Regions from separate parts of the Mus musculus genome. Here regions 2 and 3 are each linked to region 1. Evidence: chromatin contacts called from public promoter capture Hi-C data. All regions are on one chromosome and are shown on one strand. The core of a region is the stretch at or near the end of the contact, and the rest is flanking DNA. Distances in the headings are between cores, read along the strand shown.

Region 1 (5,097 bases), core at 1,335-3,834:
CACACAGCTCCCTGGTTAATGCTGGCTCCCCAGAATCCAGAAGCTGAGGCCTCAGGACAGTCATAAGAGATCAATTGAGTGTTCTCTGCTTGTCCTCAGAGACAGTTCCTTAAGCACAATTCTCAGCTCACAGATCATAAGCAAAAGTGGACCTTTTGAACTAAGACATACAAATGGGAAGTCAGTGTCCTCTCTGGCCAGTTACTTCTGTGCAGGGAAAAGTGATGTTCTGTAAATCTGGATGAAGACCTCAATGGCTAACACCAAGCCCTGGTGAGCATCGTCCCTGAGAGCCAGCAGCATGAGGCAATGACAGCCAAGCAGCCCTTGCCCACCTGTGTGGGGAGAAGGGACAGGGAGGGCTCACAGGGCAAACGTGCCAAAGCTTAGGGAGAGCAAGGGAAGCGTCTGAGTTCCCCTGGGGTTTTGAACATGAAGATGCAGCCTATCCTCTCCTGCCTCTCCTCTCTCCCCCACTGGACAGGGCTGACACCACCACCTGGCTCACCACACTAAGGACCTTGTATGTGTCGCTCATACTTTGGTTGCACATGAACAGACTCAATGAACAATAGCTACCATATTGTAGTCTGCCCTAGCTCAGCTCCGCTTGCTACCCCCTCTCCTCCCCCACCCCACACAGGGCTGAGGCCCACGATAAGCGTTTACTCTGCTAAACTGAGTTAGAGGGGCAAGACATTTGCAATTTCTTCACTGCTTCCATCTGGGAGCTCCAATGTGTCTCACATTCCCTTAGCCTCACAATAAATCTGTTCAAGAGAAAGAAATATGTATGCCTTTTTTACAGACAGTCAGACAGCACCGAGATACACAGAAATTAAAAATAGTGTCTTCCATCACCCATAAATGGTGCAGTCAGACCAGATTCTTTAGCCTACCGCAGGCCTTCTGGGCAGGAGGATGCCTTAGTAGGCCATGCTGGGAACATTTGGGAAATGCTTTATTCACTGTCAGGAGGATGGCAACAGCTACTCATTCCAGAGGGGTATACCAGGTTCTAAGAGTCTGACTGTCTTACAGCAGTACCACAGGATAGACCCCCATCTTGGATTTTTGAGACAAGGTTTCTCTGTGTAGCCTGGCTGTCCTGGAACTCACTCTGTAGACCAGGCTGGCCTTGAACTCAGAGATCCACCTGCCTCTGCCTCCTGAGTGCTTGAATGAAAGGTGAGTATCACTGTTGCCTAGCGTATAGATCCCATCTTAGGACAAGGAACCAGAGCTTAGAGAGACCCAAACCTTCCGCCTTATTCAACTACCAAGTGGTTAATCGGGTGTTGCCTCTTGGGCCACTCTATCCCCAGAACAGACTACAGGGCCTTTGTCCTCGTGTCCTCAGTATTACAGGCCATTGCATCCTGTGACAGAAAATGCTTTCATCAGTTACCTCAATACTGCTGATCAGTTCTAGGTATCGAAGGTCCTGGACTCTGGTGAAGGCCTATGGGAAAGGAATAAGAATAGAGTCAGCTGCCTTCTTGTTCTCCACAGGCTGATGGGGGTGGGATACACCAAGCTCTAGAAAGAGAGCCAGCAAGCAGAGGAGGGAAGCTCGAGTCATCATTGTGTGCTTGGGAGGTGTGCCACCCAGAGAGGCTCATCCTGCCTTCATCTCAAGGATTAGTCCTTACAAAGAACTGTAAAGAAGTCCTGGGAGCATCAATCATTTTGGGATTAAGTAAAACAGAACTATGATCCTACAGTCTACAGTGGAACCCCTTGCCAGATACTGCTCATAAGGGAAAGGCAAGCCGTGCTGATTCCAGTCAATGGCATCTGCAGAGCAGGCAAGACACAGAGACAAGAGCCTGCACGCTTCTCCCTGTGATTTGGATGGGAAGCAGTAGACAGCTCTGCTCACTCACAGGGCACACAGGGAGAGGAGGAAAAGGCTCGGGAAAGAGCAGTTCTGAAAGAGGACGGTAGGGGATAATCTCCTGGTCTCTAGAAAGTAGACTTGCATGTTAATCCTGAATGCGCATCCCCTGCTTGCACTCCAGTAGGGGTACAAACTTCTGATGTATGGATTTCTAGAAGGTTGTGAGGGTCCGGCAGACTGGTGCCAGTGAAATGCTTTTTGCTGCTCTCGGGTACCATGAGAGACTTAAGGGAACTGAACCTCTGTGTGCTCTGATGGCAACATCTATACCCAGCTGTGCTTTCTGTGTTGTCCATGTGGAATGGACTGACACATGCCCAGAGCAGCAGCTTCTGAGCCATCATGGTTTAGGATGCACAACTGCCCTTGGCCACTGCTAGGCACCCTCTATGCTAGAAGAATGGGGGAAAATGATCATGTCATCCCGTTTCCGGCTGCCTCACAGATGGCCACAGGGTGATTTCATCTTTCTACTCTACAGGGCCAGGATCTATTCAAAGGCCGGGGACACAGGAATTTCACTTGGCCTCTGTCCCCTTCCCTAGTTCATGGGTTCACATTGGAAATGGGAAGTTTGGCCAATTAAACAGAGAGCTAAATCTCCCTGAGCCAACCGCACAAGTACGAGGCAGATTCCCTAGGGACGACTCTTCCTGTCTGAGCATGAGCAGTGGCAGACGGCAGGATTAGGCAAGCACTGCCCAGGAGAGGCCTGGCAAGTGGCTTTCTTTCTGAAACAGGGACTGACTATGTTACCTAGGCTGGCCTTGAATTTCTGCTGAAGAGCTGGGGTGACGAGCACATTGCACAGTACCCAGTATCCGCGAGGAACTGGTCAGTCAGGCAGTGTGGACAAAAGTAAAATCTGCCCTTCTGATTTGTGTTTTTTAAACCATGTATGGATGCAGGTCCCTGGTAATGGGCAGAGTAGGAAAAAAAGACTCTGGTCTCAGCCCAACAGGACCTTGAGCTATTTCCTTCCTATGGATGGGATCCAGCAGCCTTCTTTGTGGTCAGGCAAGCAAGTGACACCTCTTCAAGGGCCTGTCTGGTTCTGAGCACTGGATTTCTGAATTTGATAAGTCTGTCACTAGCATCCTTCAGCCTTGATATACCGCAGAGTCAGGGTGCTATTCGGAGTGGTCAGTCACAAGACTGTGAGTAACTTCCACAGAGGGAAGTGGGGAGCAGGGAACAGATGAGCTGGCAGCTAAGCAGCTCTCCTGTGCCATCTAGTGGGAGCACCCTTCTAGGCCAGGCCCCTCCTTCCACAAGTCTGAGTCCTGAAAAACCGACTGACACCCAGGGGAGAGAAAAGCCAAGGATTCAGGATTAAAACAAAACATCAGTCAAAGTCTATGCTCAAAGCTCTACGACTTTTCAAAATATCATGCTACCCACAAGAAATATACACACAATTTTCATTTGTCAAGTAAAATGACTAAAGAAATACCATTTTAACAAAGAACCCAGCGATCTGATATGCTCGTGTCTATTCTTGAGTGTTCTGGGATGCGAGGTGGGGTATGAAATGAAGAGAAGGATATATCCCAGCTCCAGTTCCCTTTATCTGGCCGCATGCTCTATAGCAGGGCAGTAATAATACGAGCTGGCTCTTAGGCTCTAGATGTGAAGGGTAACTGACTAGAGAATATAACTTTATTTCTAGCTATAGCCCGAAGACACCCTGAAAACCTATTGGTATTCTTTACAGGCTTGCATTTCTAGGTGGGGCAGGAGAAGGAACTTCCCCCCTCCTGAATTCCTAAAGCCCTAGTCTAATACTTCCCAATGCTTATCTGATCTAAAAATATGTAGGTAATTATTGGGTAGCTTGACTTTTCTTCATGCACTGTGTATTGAGACAGGGCCTTGTGCATGCTAGCCAGTGCTCTACCACTGAGCAGCGACACCTCCAACTCTGTGTGATATGGTTGGCATTTGCACAGCTATTCCAAACTCCTTTACCAGGCCTGGGGAGGCCTCAAGGTGAGTACAGAATAGAGGAAGAGTGCTATGCATTTTAGAAGCAGGGATAGAGAAGTCAGGCTGAGAGAACAGGCTGGGAAAAAGCCCAGCTCTGAAGTGTGCTCTGTTGTTAACAAGAGGCAGGTACCACATATGTCTGCAGGTACTTCAGTATCAGTAGCCTGGGCAAGAGGAGACTCTCCACTTGGCTATGGGAGAGAAAGCAGGGAAAGAGGACAGGAGAGGCTGGAAGCCATTCACTCTTCTCCCTTGATCTATCAGATGGGCACTCATAAGTCTAGGAAAGGTTAAATATTTTTGACCATTTCCTTAGCTTTTTTTGGCTAAACTAAAAGTAGCACTGTGAATCATGTCAAGAGGGTATGGGGACACTGCCACACTGCTGTGGGAATCAGAGAGCCTGACCATCTCCTCTGCACTAAGCCAGTGCTAAGAACAATGGTGGTGTGATAAATGGCTGGCGCTTAAGCCAGCCTGAGCTACCTCATTAATAAATGGCTGCCATGAGCAGGCTTTATCTAGGTTCTTTACATAAATGATTACTACCAAGACTGGCAGCCAGAATCAACCAGATGTTTTACTGGCATTATCTGCTTAGATCTTCCCAGCTTCCTGAGAACAGGTCCTTGTCTGCCAGAACCCTCCAGAAAAACAACCCCGGGAGGGTAGTTACCACCACTGTGAAAGGGGAGACTGAGGAGACTTCAGAGCCCATTAGAGTCACTTTCTGCCCCTTTGGTGTTACTGGCACCTTCTGCCTCAAGGGACCCTTTCAAGGACCAAATTCTGGCTCACACTACTAAGTGCATACCTTCCTTGCCGTCTCAAACTCTAGTCCTTCTAGAGCTTCCATGGCCAGTTCACGCCAATCAGCGTCTGTCACTCCCAAGCAAGCGATCTGATATGCTTCTTTGAACATCTTCCTATCGAGGTACTGGTACATTGGAGCGGACTGCAGGGTTTCAGGGAGAAAGAGAATAGTTCAGAGTAGTCAACGAGTCAGATTACAACCAGATGTTCACAGTGACATCACCAGAAACACCTACCTCAAGCTTCTGCCATCAATCAGCATCTTTGCAGCCTCGCCCTGGCCACCTGGGTACCTTCTTTTCTGCTACCCCTCCTGCTGAGCTCTCTGCACACACTTTTGGCTGTCATTTGCCTTCCTCTTTCCTAGGTCTACATAACCCTAATATATCATCTTCTCT
Region 2 (5,097 bases), core at 1,646-4,145, 210 kb before region 1:
CATAGCTAAAGTACGTTAGGTGTGTCCGGCTTAGATAACTCCCCTGTAACGTAGAATGTGGAAGTTCAAGTTCTCAAACTGTTCCTGAGCTTACTGGGGAGAGCAGAGTGGCCTTAAACTCACTAGGATCTATGTGCCCTGCCTCTCCAAGTTCTGGGATTAAAGCATATGCTATGCCCATCTACTTTCTTTGTTTCTTGATATATATTTACACGTGAATAGAAAAACAACTAAAGCTACATGTTGCCTTTATAAGGGTGGTGTTTAAGTGTGATTCAAAAGGAATCCGTTTTTTTTCTACAAAGTAATAAAAATCTACAAGTTTTTTTTAGCCAAACTGAGGATATACACAAAGACTATTGCCAGCTTTAGAAGTAGATTATTTGACAAGTAAGAGAAAAATATTGAGAGTTGGGGCAGAAATTTCAAAGACAAGCAGAAAACAAAATTGCTAAATGACTGATACTCATCTTCTTTACTCCTGATGGGCTATAATCTAGTTATGGAGTCTGTGTTTTTCCAGATATCTGAACCATTTGGAATGTATTTACATACTGTGATGGTCATTAACATAGTCATCACCTTTTGCTCCAGGAACTGAGTTCATCCCTTTAACTAGTTCACAAAGGGTGTGGGGCTCTAGTGATCCTATGGAGGACTCTTCTCTTTTTCCACAGAAATAGTTAAGTGTTGCCGATTTTTTTTCACAATCTACAAAAAGAAGGGCATTGTTAATTGAGTACTAGAATATGAGAGAGAGAGAGAGAGAGAGAGAGAGAGAGAGATTGAGATTGACTATAAAGCTGTGGTCTTTTGTGTCTCTCTTGATGTTATTTTGTTACCTTTGTTATAGTCTATTCATCCAAAAACAAAAACAAAAAAACAAAAAAAACAAGAACAAAACCAAAACAAACCAGAACAAAATAAGCCAGATTTGGAGATTTTTTTTTTTTCCCTAGTGGCTCAGGTAGTTAAGATTTTACTTTTTAAACTAAGGACTAGGTTTCACATTCATTCATAATGATATTTTAACATAATTAGTTGCATCAAAGCAATTAGGCTTTATTTTACTAGGCAAACAAATGAGTTTCCACAAGAAAGGCAATCAAGTTTGATCTTTTTAACCCTAAGTCTTATATTTTGGAACATTAAGCATTTACATTCCTTTCAGTTCAATTAAGATTCTTATTCTCTCCCTTTTTATTTACCCAGTGCTACCCAGTGCTGGATGCTTTAACAGTGAACTTAATCTCTAGTCTCCTCCCCTCCTCTGTTCATGATTGATACCTAATGTGTACTGTCTGTTGTCTTTTGACATTTTTTTTTTACCTGGTTCCATTTCTATTTTTGAATAGAAAGAATCTTAAAACTGTAATATGGGCTTGGTTTTAGATCACCATGTTTCCTGACACACATGTTCGTTCTCTCTCTCTCTCTCTCTCTCTCTTTCTCTCTCTCTCTCTCTCTCTCACACACACACACACACACACACACACACACACCTCTTTCCAAGCAGACTATTTTTTCCTTTTCCTTGGTGACAGGATCTCACTGTACAGTCCAAATTGACTTTAGCTCATGATCCTCTCTGTTCCATCTCCTGAGTGTGCTGGGATTAGAGGTGATGGGTCACCAAGTTCAGCTCCAGAGACTATTTCATTTTCTGTGAGAAGAAAAAGCAATTTCTGCAGAAGTTCACTCTAAGCCAACTAACTTTGCACTTTGAAATTATTTTAATCCAGTATGCCTCAACCTTGCTAATGCTGCTCTACCCCTTTAATACAATTTCTCATATTATGGTGACCCCCCAAGCATAATTTTCATTGCTACTTAATAACTGTAATTTCACTATTGTTATAAATCATGATGTAATAAATATCTGATATTCAGGATATTTGATATGTGACCCCGTGAAAGGGTCTCACAATCCCCAAAGGGGTCATGACCCACAGGTTGAGAACCACTGTTTTAATCTGTTTGTTTCAGATTCAGGTTATTTTGCATACTCTACATCATAAATATGGGCCATTTTCCACTATTAGTCATAGTTGCTCTAAGTTGTTACTTTTAAGCTTTGAAACTTATATTATTTTTTTAAGCAGGAAAACCCTTTTGTATTTATGACTTTTAAGAGGCAAGATTTATGTTTTTGGAGCCTGCCTTGGTTTAAATTTGGTGTAACTTGTCAGTGATGTCAAAGATACTATGTCTCTGTAGAATGAGATGAGAGCATCTTGCATTCTATTTGTAAGTAATTGGAAGCCAGTGCAGGGAACTGGAGTAATTAAGAATAGCCTTGCAAGAAACTTGATTTTGTTTTCAAATTAATTTTTCCACTTTTCTTGACTGAAGAATATAATAACATATAATAATTATATTGAGGTTTTAGAGAAGGTTCCTAATTTGTCTGAAAAGTCCTCTAGCACAAACTTGAAAGGGATGTTTTGAGAAGTCAGTGGGACAGTAGATGTGACTTCTGATTGTACATCTGGAGTTTACACCTACCAAAGCCACAAACCTAGTACAGGTCCTAGTCCTGCACACAGAAATAGAGAGCACTGTAGGCACTAAACCCGTGGATACCAAGTTCTGTCCTCATTTGGAAGAAGAGGCTGGCTCATTTAGAGGAAGAAGAGTGGCCAGCGATCTTTGGATCTCCCCTGAGGTTGTCACTTTCCGTTTCCCTTTATTTGAATAGATGCACTCTAAGCTGGTCTATTTGATTTGTGCGCCAGTTTTTTAAAATACTTTGTTCCAACAAGAGAGGCATTCACCTCTGGAGGCCGCCTTACCCTTTAACTTGAGCCCGGAGTTGTAGTCACCGTCCAAGTATGCTCCCTGCACCTGACATTCCTTCCCACTGGAGCCTTTCGGTGAATAAGAGGAAAGGCTCGGCCAATTATACTAGACAAAGCCGCACAGCTGCGAGTCAGCTGGGAGGAGTTTCCGTTTGGAGCTGGAGCTGGTGGCGGCTGGCGCTCCCACCTCCTTTTTCCCCCTCGCCACCATCCCCTTCTATTCTCAGGGATTACCTGGGTGGAGGCCGGGCTCTGACTCTCGAACCGGGCAGCAGATGCTGCCATACCGGCAGGTGCCACCCACCTCTAGCCTCCGCCTCAAGAGCAAAGACCGGAGGCTCAGGTGGTACCCGGCACCCTGCCTGAAGGTTGGCGGGAGGGGAAGGGGTGGTCCTTACGGCTGGACCCTCCAGCTGACACAGGAAGTGCGGGGAGAGCCTGGCACTGGGCTGGGATCCGCCCCGCCTGCCGCTCCTAGGCTGTGCTGTCTCCGCAGAACAATGAAGTGCTTCCAAGTTTGCTGAGACTCCTGGGGAATGCATCGAACTCTGTCAGCCTTCAAATGTGCCGCCAGTGACTTCCCCCAAGAAGCTGTGTTTTAATAAAAGAAGAAAAAGACACCCTTTCTGGGTAGATCGCTTTGTTAGGAGATCCTCACGACCATGGTCCAGCGCTTTAGCCTCAGGCGGCAGCTCTCCAAGGTGGGTCAGTTTTCTGGTGTGTCTTACTGGGAACTCTGGCTTCTGCAGGGTTTCCTTTTTTGATGGGACTTTTATGTCAAGCCTGCCTTTCTCTGGTGCTAAGGAAGGTCTGGGGAGGAAGCTCTGCCTTTTGTTCTTTGATCTGATGGACACAAAGCTGAAGGTTGCCTGCACTGCCAGCCCCAGGCTGTATGCCCCTAAAACTGTAGCTGTCATCTTCAAATCTGGACCAACTTGTCATATTTACCCCTGACAGTTTCAGAAGAATGTGGGTAGGTAGTAATTGTAGGTCAGATGTATATATTTAATTAGCAAAATAATAGCTTGTAAATCAACAGAAGAAAGCCTGCCTGCTCTGTGGAATCAGGACTTTCATACAAATTTCACTAAACTCAAAAAAAAAAAAAAAAAAAAAAAAAAGCACAAAACAGTTGAAGAAGCCAAAAGCCACAGGAAAATCTTAAAGGTGAGGGGTTGTGTAGAGACTTAGATACCTAGTAGAGTGTGTAGGAAGCCTTCCAGGGAAGCTGGTGGAGCAGCTCTTTAGAGAGTTCTAAAAAGTCAGTTTCACGGAACACTTTCAAATATAAAATAAAAAAGTGTAGTGCCCTTTAAGAAAAGGTAGTTTTTATCGGTGGGCTCTCGTGGGTGCGGGCCCGTATGTAGTTTTAGCTCTATCCTTAGTTAATGCAGAGGCTGTGTGGAAAGAGAAGGTAAGAGGTGAACTTTATTTCAGAAACCATTGTGTTCTTCATAGGCTTTATTTTAAAGACATGGCAGTTGGTGGCTAAATTGTGCCACAGTTCATTCCCTGTAGACAGAAGTATAAACAAACAGTCCATCTGTAGACATTCTTAACTTTTTTTGACTGATAATCAGAATTATCAACCTTGCAATGTGTTAGGATCCTGAGAGGAAATGTTAGCTGCCCACAGGTGACAGCAGTGTGACTGAAGCAGAAGGAGCTCCACACTTGCCCAGCCTCAGCTGTGTGAGCCTCATGTGTCAACCTGGCGGGGACTTTAGGAATATTGAAATGTGTCTTCCATCCTGTGTGCCTGCATGTGGAGGCACAGAAGGCCGCCATTTCTCCTAAACAATATGAAGAAGAATCCTGTGTTATTCCTTCAGTATTCTTTAGTGGTGTATTTTCAAAGATTTGGTACATGTAATAAGTAGATGCTATAGGGATTTTTGTGACACTGCTGCATAGGAAAGTCTTAACAGCTAAGGCCAAACAATAATCACTTAACTAGAATATAACTCTATTCTGGATATTTTGCTGCTGATGCTTCTCTCCAGGTTATTATTTTTAGCTTTAACTACTCCTCAGTGATTATTGTGTGTTACTGTGACGTACTTACACAGGGGCACTTAGGGGTAGGAGCACGGTCTACGTAGAATCAGGGACGGGAAGAAAGCACAGTCTACATATAATTGGTGAAGGATGGGTGCACAGTCTACTATAGAGAATCAGGGAAGGGATGGGAGTACAGTCTACATAGAATCAGGGTGAGCAGAGCAGTTCTTCCACTCACCTTAACGGTGTTTTCAGTTCTTGTTATAAATGGTTGTGAAAAAGCCTTAGGGAATGTGTG
Region 3 (5,097 bases), core at 1,836-4,335, 170 kb before region 1:
AATAATGCTTCAGAATCCAGTCTAGGCTAACAAGCACATGAGACAAGAAGTATACTTGGTTTTATTCTAATACAGGTGGAGACTGTGTCTTTTCCCTGTTGTCTGGAGTATGGCCTTATAGTCTTGAAATTCGCTAGTTTTAAAAGAATTAATGAGCCGGGCAGTGGTGGCGCACGCCTTTAATCCCAGCACTTGGGAAACAGAGGCATGCAGATCTCTATGAAGTGGAGGACAGTCAGGACTTCATAGTAAGACTCTGTCTGAGAGGGGGAGGGGTGGGAAGGGAAGGGGAGAGAAGGGGAGAGAGAGAGAGAGAGAGAGAGAGAGAGAGAGAGAGAGAGAGAGAGAGAGAGAGATGAAATTACAAGGTGGTGGAGGGATTATTAGTCCTTAGTAGGCAGGCCACCTTTGATGGGGGAGGGTAATTTTTTACAGAATTAGGACTTTATTTATTGTCCTTCCATATCTTCAAGATTTTTCCACAACCCATAATTGGACCTCACTGTGAGTAGAGAAAATCCCAAGAAAAGCCCTGAGTTCAAACTGAAGGAAATGGAAAAAGCAGTATAATACTCAGAAAAAAGCACAGAAAGGCCTTGTTTTTCTTTTTTCTGTTTCTTTCCTCTCATGCTAAAAAACTCAAACAGTTCTATAGTAACGATAGACTGAAGTATAGCAGGAATCTGGGGGTGGAAACCATTCTCTCTGATCAGTGGAAAGGGGTCCCAAGAGGTTGAAATGAACCCTGTTTGCTTTCTCCACTGAGCTGCTTGCCTCCAAACAGTCACTCTTTAGAAATTATGTGGCTGAGAGAAGGGTGTTCTCAACCTTCTGACTGGATAAGGAGGACCCCATTTGCCCAGAAAGTAGTGAGGAGAGTACATTTACGGGAGTTGGAAAGTAACTCCTTAAATGTTTTCACTAACCATTCAACTTGCCTATGTGCCCACATTCATGCTATTCATGCACAATTTGGCCCCAAACAGGCTTTGAGAAGCAAAGTGTGGCTTAGACCATGGCTAGGTACCAGACTAGTGATAGGGCTTGGTGCACAAGTGGAGCAAATCTGCTTAACATTGCAAAGACTTTGACACTTAGTTCAGGTTGGAACATAGTCTACAGAAGGCTGGCTGGAAAATCTAAACTGAGGACAGCTGGGTTGTCTCCACTGAGATAACAGTGTTATTCTTTATATGTACTTATCATTGCCTGGATTTTTACAACAGTAATCTCAGTATCTAGAACACAGTACAAAGTGGACAGACATATGAAATAGTAATAAAGTCACCAGTTCACAAGGAGTAAGAAAAAGACCAAGATAACACTGACATTAACACCAAATGTCTTAACAATACCAGAGCTGTAGAACTATGAAAGAAAGCCAATCATTCCACAGATTAATAACACAGATGACTGGTCTTAGTGATTTATAGAACCCAGTAGGCAGGAAGGAAAGAAAGATCCAGAAGAGCTGAGCATCTGCTCTGCACTAGATTTTAGAACGTGTGAAACAACAGAATATGTGCTACTTTGAATGTCTGTAAAACGTTCATCCAGATGGGCCCTGCCTGTCATGGGTCACAACACTAAAAGTTTTAAAAGTGATTTAAAATCTATTCTTCAAGTAAAACAAATTAGGGGATAAATTGACCTTAAAAATCATAAGTCGTGTCAAAATTAGGTAGAAAACCAGACATGGCAGTGAACCCCTTCAATCCCAACATTTGAGAGGCAGATGGAGTGAATTGCTGTGAGTTCAAGGCTAGCCTGGTTTATATAGTGAGTTCCAGGATAACCAGGGCTACATGATAAGACCCTGTATTTAAAACATAATAATAATAAGGTAGATGCAGGGCTAAGGACATGGCTCAGTCTGTAAACCCTTCCCGAGAACAAGCTCAAGGATGTCCAGAACCCATATAAAAACCAGGGCAGTGGCACATTTGTAACCTCAGTGCTAGGGGGGAAGAGACAAGGATTCCTGGTGTTTGCTGGTCAGCCAATCTAACTTAAATCTGTGAGTTCCCAGTTTGGTGAAAGACACTAAAAGGTGGAGAACATTTGAGGAAGGTAACCAATGTCATTGACCTCTAACCTACACATTGACCTCTAACCTACACACACACACACACACACACACACACACACACACACACACACACGTATGCATAAATTTCTAATGTCCAAAAAGAAATGGGCTGTCACCACACTTCCCATGATATAGCAAGATTGTGAAAGGAACCAGGAGGAACCAGGAGGAACCCTGTATTCATAGTCTCCATAGACTCACCAAAAATAAAGTAGATAAGTTTTTTGTTTGAGACATTCTCATGTACACGAGGCTGATCTAAAATTCCATATGTAGCCAAGGGATGACCTTGAATTTCTGATCCTCTTGCCTCCGCTCCAGCGTTGGGATTAGAGGGTTACACCGCTATGCCTATTTATACTGTGCTGGGACTGATCCCAGAGTCATGTGAGTTCTAGGTGAGCACTCTCCCAGCTAAGCCATAGCTTCACCCACACACTCACATAACATTTTTGGTGAACTAAGAAATGGTATATGTGAAGTTGGGCAGATGTGAAAAGTGAAGTTATTAGGCATACCTTCAGTCCCACTGTGTGTGTGTGTGTGTGTGTGTGTGTGTGTGTGTGTGTGTGTGTATGTGTGTGTCCCCATTACCAAAGGCATATTTTCTGAATGTTCAACCTGCTCTGTATTAAAATGGCAGAGAGGGTTTGAAACTCCTCAGGTAGGTCACAGGGTCTAGAAACAGGAGGCTTCCAACCTCCTGTCCAGTCAGATTCAGGATGTTTGTGATATCAGTTGAATGAATCAATGGCTTCTTCAGATTCCTCACTTCCTTTTTAAAGAGAACTTTTTTCCTATCTTTTACTAGTGTGAGCTGTTTATGATCGGTGTTGAAGGTGTTTTTTATGTCATTGCTTAATTGGACTGGAGATAATCTCATGTGACAGCATGGAGCTCTTGTTTTGGAGTTGCCATTACTTTCTAGAACAGCCATTCTGTATAGCTGCCAACATGCCCTGGGTACTCTTGCTTCATATTGCAGTGATACTGCTTTGTCAGGGTAGAATTCAGCCTCACAGGGCTAGAGTCAGTCTGCTGACCTCATGCCACAGTACAGCATGTTCAAACCTGGGAGAAACCCAGGGGTTACTCGGCATATTCTTCCTCCTTCCTTACAAGCATGGAACCGTCACTGTCCTCGGAAACCGTATGTTGTATATGTGTGTGTATCTGTCTCTTTATAAATCTCCTCATTACTGTAGTTATACAGCTTTAAGTGGGGGGCTGGTTGCGGACACAGGAAACTGACCGAGCTGCTAGAACTTAGCACTTCTCAACAGCAAAGCTCAGCCAGGGCATGTGCTATTTTTAGACAGTGAATTTGAGATAATAGAGAATCCTGTTATGTTTTCTGTTTGTTTCACTCATAGCTATTCGGACTGAGTGCGAGGGGGTTTGTGTGGCTATGTAAGTCATGATTGGATCATACTAAAGTATCCAACACTCGGGTATGGGAGCCTGTTTCCATGCCGAATAGACGTTGTTTGGGGTGTTTCAGGGTAAAAAGTTACCAGAAAATAAGCATTCCCTTCAGTGAACAAAAGAGTTTCATTTGCCTTGACGGATTGGGAAAGGCTTGGGTTAAATGTGAAGATGCCAGGCATGCATAACAAATAGGAATTTGAGTTAAAGCCAGTTTGAAATATTTCTCACGTTCTTCTTTTAATAAAAGGATTCTTATCACTGAGCTACTTGTTTTCAGAGCTTTTCCTGTGACACAATGGTTTCCTGAATTATGAATTATGTACACCTCTGTTAATTTTCATCTTTTGATCAACACCACAGGACTGTGTAATGAACTAAACAGGAAGATGATCCAGCTTTATGCAACATCCCCCTATGTTCACATTTCATATTTAGTTCTGAATAGAAACTAGGCCATTAGATTGAATTTACTATGGGTCGATTTTATAAACACTACATAATACTTTATAGAACATGATTTTTTTTTTTAAAGCAAAACCAGTTCTTTAGAGGGACACACACACACAGTCTAAAATTAATACTGTTTGCTGGTGAGCAGTTGGACTTAAGCTCCAAACAGATTTTTTACTCTGGAGTTTGATACTTTAAATGCTGGCTTTATTAGCAGATTTGTGCCTGTGATCTGTACTCTCTTTTTCTGTTTGTTCTAATTCTTGAATCCTAAAACCTTGGCAGATCTTGTGTTTGTTCTGAAGTTATAAAAGGTCAGTTTGTTTATCAGTGTTTTATTAAGAATGCTAATACATGAGCGGGAGAGATGGCACAGTAGTAAGAGTGCTTACTCTTCCAAAGGACCCAAGTTTGGTTCTGAGCACTTACAGCAAGTGAATCTCAACTGCCTGTAACTCCAGAACTGGAGAACCTGGCACCTCTGGCCACGGTGGAAGTTGGGACTCTTATTTACAAACACATAATTAAAAATTATAAATCTGTAAGAAAGAAAAAAAGAATGGTAGTGCAGGATGAGCTGGGTGATATGAAGGAAAGTATTCATAGAAGTGCCTTAAGAGAGAGGGAGACACCATCAGTTGCATCTTATACGCCATCAGTGCCAATGTGGGGCAGAGACATGAGACAGAATTGAAACACTTCAGTTGCCTTTACCTAGTACTTCCATTAACTCCTAATGTAGAGATCTTTCTAGACCTGGGGTGACCTAACAGAATTTAGCTCAGTTATAGATACTTGCATTGCATGCAGAAGCCCTAGGTCCAGTTCTCAGTATCCCCTACATACACACAATTTTCTGAAACATAATGTACCTGAGTTTCTTAGATTAGACTATATCCTTAGTTCACTATCATGTCTCTTACTCAACCTAATAATCTACTCTGGTCACTAAAGTGATCTCATTGAAACAAAAATGTAAATATTCAGCAATGAGATACCTGCTTCCAGCATCTCAGCTTCCTGACAGGACTAAAGACATCTAGAGGCTGTAAACTGAGATCTGAATTCCTTTCTACACTACAGAATTAACAATTCGGAGAAAAAATTCACAAAATGAAAGTGTAGCTGAC

What was found. Capture Hi-C pulls out chosen DNA fragments and counts their contacts.
Region 2: a promoter capture Hi-C map of liver shows a contact between it and region 1. The contact joins two enhancer-like sites. A contact is called at or near these places in 1 of 39 promoter capture datasets (the C10 cell line), 1 of 15 datasets of contacts at CTCF or cohesin (large pre-B cells), 5 of 484 Hi-C or Micro-C datasets (bone marrow-derived macrophages, embryonic fibroblasts, embryonic stem cells and 1 more), 6 of 115 datasets of contacts at active chromatin or transcription factors (embryonic basal ganglia, embryonic forebrain, embryonic stem cells and 2 more) and 4 of 9 other capture datasets (adipose tissue, embryonic stem cells, liver and 1 more).
Region 3: a contact with region 1 is called in a promoter capture Hi-C map of liver. The contact joins two enhancer-like sites. A contact is called at or near these places in 2 of 484 Hi-C or Micro-C datasets (embryonic stem cells and rod photoreceptor) and 3 of 9 other capture datasets (adipose tissue, liver and pancreatic islet).

Annotation. Positions count from the first base shown.
Region 1 is chr6:115,899,223-115,904,319 of GRCm38.p6, reverse strand. Ift122 (intraflagellar transport 122) reads right to left here. Exons shown (of 29, transcript NM_001167763.1): 15 at 4,701-4,841; 16 at 1,409-1,462. Among named protein-coding and RNA genes, the nearest start is that of Rho, 30 kb to the left of the region's middle. Within about 2 kb of position 2,584, at least 129 of the 459 cell types and tissues checked have an H3K27ac peak or open chromatin away from gene starts, as enhancers often do. A contact at or near this core is called in adipose tissue, bone marrow-derived macrophages, embryonic fibroblasts and 4 more, where this site is marked.
Region 2 is chr6:116,105,714-116,110,810 of GRCm38.p6, reverse strand. The region is part of intron 3 of Tmcc1 (transmembrane and coiled coil domains 1); the gene reads left to right. Among named protein-coding and RNA genes, the nearest start is that of Tmcc1, 85 kb to the left of the region's middle. Within about 2 kb of position 2,895, at least 268 of the 459 cell types and tissues checked have an H3K27ac peak or open chromatin away from gene starts, as enhancers often do. A contact at or near this core is called in adipose tissue, bone marrow-derived macrophages, embryonic fibroblasts and 3 more, where this site is marked.
Region 3 is chr6:116,071,154-116,076,250 of GRCm38.p6, reverse strand. The region is part of intron 3 of Tmcc1 (transmembrane and coiled coil domains 1); the gene reads left to right. Among named protein-coding and RNA genes, the nearest start is that of Plxnd1, 79 kb to the right of the region's middle. Within about 2 kb of position 3,085, at least 96 of the 459 cell types and tissues checked have an H3K27ac peak or open chromatin away from gene starts, as enhancers often do. A contact at or near this core is called in adipose tissue, liver and rod photoreceptor, where this site is marked.